Linked DNA regions of Capsicum annuum: region 2 is linked to region 1. Evidence: chromatin contacts called from public Hi-C data. All regions are on one chromosome and are shown on one strand. Each heading gives the region's core, a stretch centred on a gene start, on an enhancer-like site or on the middle of the called end of the contact. The rest is flanking DNA. Distances are from core to core; before and after follow the strand shown.

Evidence for each region. A called contact is a pair of places that touch in the nucleus more often than the background predicts.
Region 2: a contact with region 1 is called in a Hi-C map of leaf, with 3 times the contacts expected there. The contact joins the promoter of LOC107873018 here to the enhancer-like site in region 1. A contact is called at or near these places in 4 of 5 Hi-C or Micro-C datasets (bud, leaf and placenta).

What each region holds. Positions count from the first base shown.
Region 1 is chr6:170,050,410-170,054,012 of UCD10Xv1.1, forward strand. It overlaps the pseudogene LOC107874079. Among protein-coding and RNA genes, the nearest start is that of LOC107873017, 16 kb to the left of the region's middle. Within about 2 kb of position 1,737, at least 1 of the 5 cell types and tissues checked has an H3K27ac peak or open chromatin away from gene starts, as enhancers often do.
Region 2 is chr6:170,083,701-170,087,303 of UCD10Xv1.1, forward strand. LOC107873018 reads left to right here and starts at 1,978. Exons shown (of 8, transcript XM_016719710.2): 1 at 1,978-2,187; 2 at 2,387-2,413; 3 at 2,696-2,818. The coding sequence starts at 2,141.

The sequences.
Region 1 (3,603 bases), core at 487-2,986:
TTGACTTCATAATGCACCCACAGCTTGGAACCTTGGTTCTTTAGGAAGGAACTTTTGCTCATTATAAACATTCATGTAATTCCCAAACACAAAAGTTGGATGATTAATACTACTAGTTAATTTCACTTCTTTTTCCTTAATAATATCCACAAGTAGCTCTGGTGCTGGAGAAATGGTGGCTTTCAATGAAGGATTATAGAATGGAAGCAGTGGATCTCCTATTCCCATCTGGTTTTGACAAAACACCGTGCCAAACACTCTTGTATTTCCCATTGCTAAGCACTTCAATTTGGTCACCTGCATGTGTATACAAAGATATGGAATGAGCTTAATTGATGTTGAATCTAACATAGGCTAATTTAGGAAGTTACTTTTATAATATGCTGTACTAATCATTTAGTCATAGCATTCTTTGTGGCACAATTGTTTGTTTTCGTTATTCAATCTACCAAAGTGTTATACAAATAGATCATCGTGTCATATATGTGTCCTCAATTTATATAGCAGACAATTTGGTATATAGAATTTATATTTGTCTACCGAAGATTAAGTTGTTATTGTTCACAATTGTAGATGAAAACTTTAAAAAGTCATTAGAATGATGTAGCACAAGAACTAAGATAATTTGTCTTGATTGCAAAAATGGTAAAGCTTTAACTTCTCCTGCTAGTTTCTATTTCTACTATATATTATATATGAGTTAGGGGACGACCAAGGGTATTAATGTAATTTTATAGCTAGATGGTTCAATTATAGTCATCTCCATTTGTGGGTCGTTGTGTGGCTAATAACAATTTTTGTTATTTTAAATGTCAACTTATTCAACTATATTATGTCCAAAGTATTATTTCAAATAAATTTAAACTTATACAAAGATAGCATCTCTTGCAATCATATGTATTTTCAATTAAGGGGGAGTTAAATAAGGTTGTTGTGTTCATTCGACTCTTCCACAAAATATTAGATTGTTTATATAGAACTAAAAGTATTTTTTATTTTTATATGGTAGATGTTGAATTTTTTTATTGCTTTGTATATTTACTTTTTTATATCTCAAAAATTCTAAGTGAAAATAATAACTCCGCCACTATTTCCAATGTTCCAACTTTCTACATATTATTAATTTTTAGCCCAACAAATACTGTCACGCATGAAATTCTACAAGTAAATTTATAAAAAATATGTGGAATTAATTATGTAAATCATATCTTAAGAATATATAATGCAGTAATTTAATTTTTTTTTACTTGTAATTTAGTGGGCTAAAATTTATAATTGTTAACCTATCTCAAGATATTTATTTTTTTAATTATCAAATAATTATGTCAAAAAAATTATCGTTAAATCAAATAAATTTTTAATATATTGACATTTATAATTTTAATTTATTTTCTTGTATAGTTTCAAATAAAGTCAAAAGAAGAAAAACATTAAAAATAGTTGTTTAATTCAAGAGAATACATTAGGCCTAAAGTTAAAAAAAGCATTAGGGCATATTATATTTTAAGGTTAAGTAGGTAATTCAGTTGTAATTTATAGGTTTTATAAAATAAAAGTATAAAATGTGATCACTATTATCAATTTCTATTGTGTTTGATTAAAATAATTAATAATTATTTTTAAAAAATTAATTAAATATATTTAAAGTTGTAATATTGGGTCCATAAAAGGACCCTTAATTATCTAGTACTATATATAAGTGTGATCAAGCAAGTAGGTCTTGGTCGTCATGCCTGCTCGCTGGTCAAGGGTATTATAGGTAGTTAATAAGTTTGATACTTTAATAGTATTGTATTTGGCTGCTTTATATGTGTGCCTTTTTGTTATTGGGCATAAAAGTTGAATCATACTTTAAAAGGAATGATGTAGCACAGAGCTAAGATAATCCTGTCTTGCTTGCAAAAATGATAAAACTTTAACTTCTCGTGCTAGTGTATTTTATATGTATTGGGCATGATCAAGTAGAGATCGAAAATATATTATCTAAATTGTTAAATATATTTTATTAGATTCTCAATCCTGATATAACTATCATGGTTAGTACATATGTAAATTGTCATTCTGATTAATTAAAGGTAAGATCCTAGGATGGATCAAACAGGTTGAATGATGACAATATATATTAGTGAAATTATACGTTGATGAAATTCATATCTCAATATAGAGATTAATGATACATCTATTATGTCAAACCTTCCAAGTACATATGAAATAAATGAAGCATTAGATTTTTGAAAACTTAGACTAGCTAAATCATTATTTCTAGTTAAGTGACATGATGATGATCACCTGTGTTGATAACAATGGCATTGGGAAGAGGTAGAACATCGATCCATTGGCCATCTTTAAGGATTTGAAGTCCATCAACTTGATCATCTTGAAAGAGCAAAATGACACCACCAGCATCAGTGTGAGCTCTTAGACCATTCACCTTTTCTGGATGTGGACATGGTGGGTAATGACTCACTTTTGTCCCAAAAAATGCACCATTAATAATATTATTGTCCCCTTCATTGAAGGCTTTCTTGATGTCACCTTTTGTTAAAACTAAGTTTTCATCCATTACTACCATCACTTTCTCTGCTAGCTTCTTCACCTCTGATCTATATTCTTTCATTGTTTTTCTATTATTTTATAAAATCAGATAAATTTTGTCATGCACATATTTACCTGAATATAAAAGAAAAATTATTTTGTCACATTGAATAAACTTGCAATCAAAGTGATTTTAATGTTTACTGTTATAGAGAGTAAATTAAAGTTCAGTACTTTAATGTGACCAAAAAAGTTTGGTGACCATATTGTCATTGTTTTACTTTTTAAAAACATTTTAAGATATCATGCAAAATGGGGGGAAGTATAGGGGCCCGATTGACCACGGATAGTCTTCATTTTTATTTTTTTTTGAAATCATGTTTGAACATAGAATTGTTAGTATAATTTTTTGGAATTCAATGCTTGAAGTTGCATTCCAGAATATTCTCCAATTTAAATTAGTAAACTTCAAATACTTGTTTGCACATTTTTCACTTTAAATCACCAATAAAAATGTAACATAAATCATTTTGAGTTACTACATTTTGACCCTTCAATCTTTCTCATTCAATAATAACTAACTTGTATTTCTTAGTAACGGTAGTAATAATTCAGCAATTACATATCATTTTGGCATTTGATTTTCTCACATGAATATATACTGGTTGTCCCTCTTTTGTGTCGAGTAAAATGATACAAACAAATTTTTTCTTTCCTATTTTCTTGAGTGTTGGATTTTTATTCTTGTTGAATTTCTTTCAGTTTCTGAATTCTAGTTAATACTAGAATAGCTTGTTAAATCCCGGACGATACACCCAGTGGCGGAGTCACCTTGTGATTAGGGGGTTCATCCGAGCCCCCTTCGATGAAAAATTATACTATTTCTATATAGTGAAAATTCTTTTTTATGTATATATAATTGATGTTGAATCCCCTTCGGCTAGTTCGTGTGTCTATGTTTTTTGATTTTGTCACAAGTGAACATACGAACTAACCGAAGGGGGTTCGACATCTACTATATATACATAAAAAATAATTTTAACTATGTATATATAGTACAATTTTCCG
Region 2 (3,603 bases), core at 728-3,227, 34 kb after region 1:
TAATTGTGAAATTAAATTGTCTTTCTCCTTTGTTGAAGAGAAGTAAGGCAATCTTTTTATTACGTATTATGATTAGAAAAATATAAAATGCATAAGAAATAACTAACAATAGGATAATGAAAAAGTTTGATCTCATAATAGATTGAAACTATTCTTTAAAATAAAATAATATTGTAGTGGAAGAAAAAAGTTAAATAGATCTATTAGAAGACTTTTGGGTTCTTTAGAATACGATTCATACAAAAAGTGCTCATAAATAATACTTTATCTATTACATTTTAATTTGTCATTTTACTAAAAATAAATGTCTCATATTAGTTGATCACTTACTAAATTAGGATAGAATTAATCATTTTTTTTTTCATTTTACCCCTACAATTAATAGTATATATTAAATGTGAACAATTATCCTTAATTTTATTTTCATTTTTTTAATATGTTATAGATATGTGACAATTAATTATTAAATAGTTATGTGTAAATCATTGATGCTTTTCTTTTAATTATTTTAGATTTGATGATTTTGGCTTGATTGAATATGTATTAGAACACGATGATAACAAAATGGATTTGATTAACCACAAATTTATAATATCTGAACACTGAAAAGGTTCACATTATACTTTTGGGATGAAAAAAATATTTTTTTTTTGTATATTAATATGATACAACATGCGTTTGATATTAATGCATACAATCAAAATATTTCACGATTGAATTTCACAATTTAAGATTCTTGATTCTTTTTAATATATTAAAATAGATTAAAACGTATATTTAATAACGTATTTTATGGTCGCGCTAAATTTCCTAACCAAAAGCAATTATTATATCTATTGGTTTACTATCATTAATTTTGGCAAATTAAAGTTTCCTATCACATAAAAAGTTGCCGTATGAGCAATATATTAAAACCATAGTACAAATTATTTATAAGTCAAAAATTGAATCTGTTTTAATTTATGAATTACGATTTTTTTTTTCTATGTTAAAACTCCTATAAAACAAGTTATAATTTTAAATTCTTCATGATAAAACAACTATAACAACCAAAAAGAAAAAGAAGATCAAGTGAGACACATAATATATTTGAGATATAATATTATTTATATATCATTTAAATAGATATAACATTTATTTTAACGTCAAACTTTTTTAATAATGTAGTTCTTATTTATATAATTTAATTGACTGACTTAAGACACACGTATACCTATAATCTATAATTTATAATCTATAATCCATGTCAATATCTATAATCTATATATATAATCTACAATCTATCTATATTTATTTATATTTATGATATATTAAAAGTGTGAAGAAACTTAGAAAAGTTGTTTGAACTGTTTGCCCTTTATTAAAAGTCTCCGCTTTAAACAAAATCGTCATCTTTTCTTCAATTATAGGTGTCCTCTTTTGATAATGAAAGAGTATATTTTTTAAAGAAATGACGATCATAGTGTCCTCTTTTTTGATTAAAACCGTTGTTATTTTTTTAAAAATTGTCATTTCACTCTTTCCTTTCATTATTATGACTTTAATAAGTATAGTTTTTTAAAGAGATTATCATCATAGGTGTCCTCTTTTGGTTATGATCGTTGCTATTTTTTTTAAAAAATTTCATGGTACATGCCTTCTTTTGCTTAAGATTGTTGCTCTTTTGGTTAGGATTGTTGCTATTTTTGGCAAAGTAAAGTAATATGACTATAAAAAATATATTAGAAAAGAAATCACCATTGTAGGAGTCTCTTTTAGTTGGGACTGTTGTTATTTTTAACACACGATAATGTATAGTTAGGGTGTTAATTACAATTTGGCAGAATTGTAATTAGAAAAAGATAAAATGAATACTCAATGCTTTTATTTGATTGGAACATAGAAAGGCAGGTCAATTTTACTTCTAAGTATTAATTTTCCAAAATAGGTCTGACGTTTCCTCTTTACAACCACACTATTTATTAGGGTATTTCTGTTATTACTGGAAAAAGAAAGACCTATTAGAAAAGCTGTTCCACTTCCCTCTTCAAAAGTCGATTGTGAGGTACAATCTGTGTTCCTTTCCCTCTGATCATACAACTCCAGCTGAGGAAATTGTAACAAAGGAAAGCTAAAGAAGAGATTTTTCTTTCTTTTCAAAATGGGTCTTCTCAGATTGACGCTTCACTTGATGGATTTCCTAGCTTGGTAAATTAATTTCGTTTATTCAGTATGTTGTTTGGCTAAAGATGAAAATTTAGTGAAGAAGAAGGCTAAATTTAGCAAGTCTTTAGCTTTGAATCTTCCGAATTCCTACTTTTCTAAAACATTATTCGTATTTTCATGATTCTACGTATTTTGCATGTATTCATACTGGTCTTGTTTTCCTGATCTACCATATTTGCAGGCCTGCACTAGCTCTGGGCTATCCTCTGTAAGTGTGAGAAATCTCCCTTACTCCATACTCATTATCTATATAACTTCTTCTTCTTCTTTTTTTTTTTTTATCTTTTCAAGCCTAGTTTGCACATTAACCAAGGAGTATATACAAAGTTGTTTTATACGTTTGGCATATGTGTAATATTTATGCCAAGGGTATTCAATTGAAACCCCTTCGCTAAATGGCATAACAAAATTTCAAATGTTGAATGATTTCATTTCCAACTTGCTTGGTTACTGGTGACGTTTACCAATTCTTTTGTTGAACCAACGGCAGATGTGCATCAATACGAGCGATTGAGACTGGCTCCAAGTATCACATGAGGAAGCTAGTCACATATTGGACCATCTTTTCCTTTATTTCTCTCTTTGAGCACCTATTTGAGAAACTTATTCAATGGTAATGTGCTGTGGTAATCTTATTTAGCTGCATATATTATAATTTGTAACCTTTACTTTACGTCTATTCCTTTCATAATCATCTTTAAATCATATGGAAATAAATTGGAACTCTTTGACTTACACTTAGACTATTAACTAGATTAACTTCAGTAAGACATTACTCCTCCATTTCATAATAAATGAATTGTTGGATTTTGGCACACAGATTAAGGAAAAAGCATTAAAGACATAAATTTAACACAACTTTCCATTTTTACCCCTAAAAAAAGAAAAAGTTGACCTTGTAATACCTTTGTAATTGGTTGTCAAATCATAAGGGTAAATTTGAAAAAACATTCAATGATTCACTTATTTTGAAACACCAATAAATACCCCAACAATTCACTTATTCTGAAACGGAGGGAGTAATAATTAATGAACTTATGCTATCGTCTATTTTTTGGCCTCACCTTCTAGGCAGTTATCTACTTGATACTAAATCCAACGGAACGAGTATAAGCTTCATATGCAAATTCTCAAGCTTGTTACTGACATTGTGTCTGGATGCATCCCCTTATATTAACTCATTGAATTTTGACATAATCTTTTTCAAGTGAACGTCAAATTTTTATAACAACAACAACAACAACAAACCCAGTGTATTCCCACAAAAATTTTTATAACACCCTTATATAAGTTACTCACTTTGTGGGAGTATACTGGATATGTAGTTGTACTTATATAAGTTACTCGTCTATGTTGGTAGTTATAAGTCTGTTCTAGTGATCTTGCTTGTATTTCTTA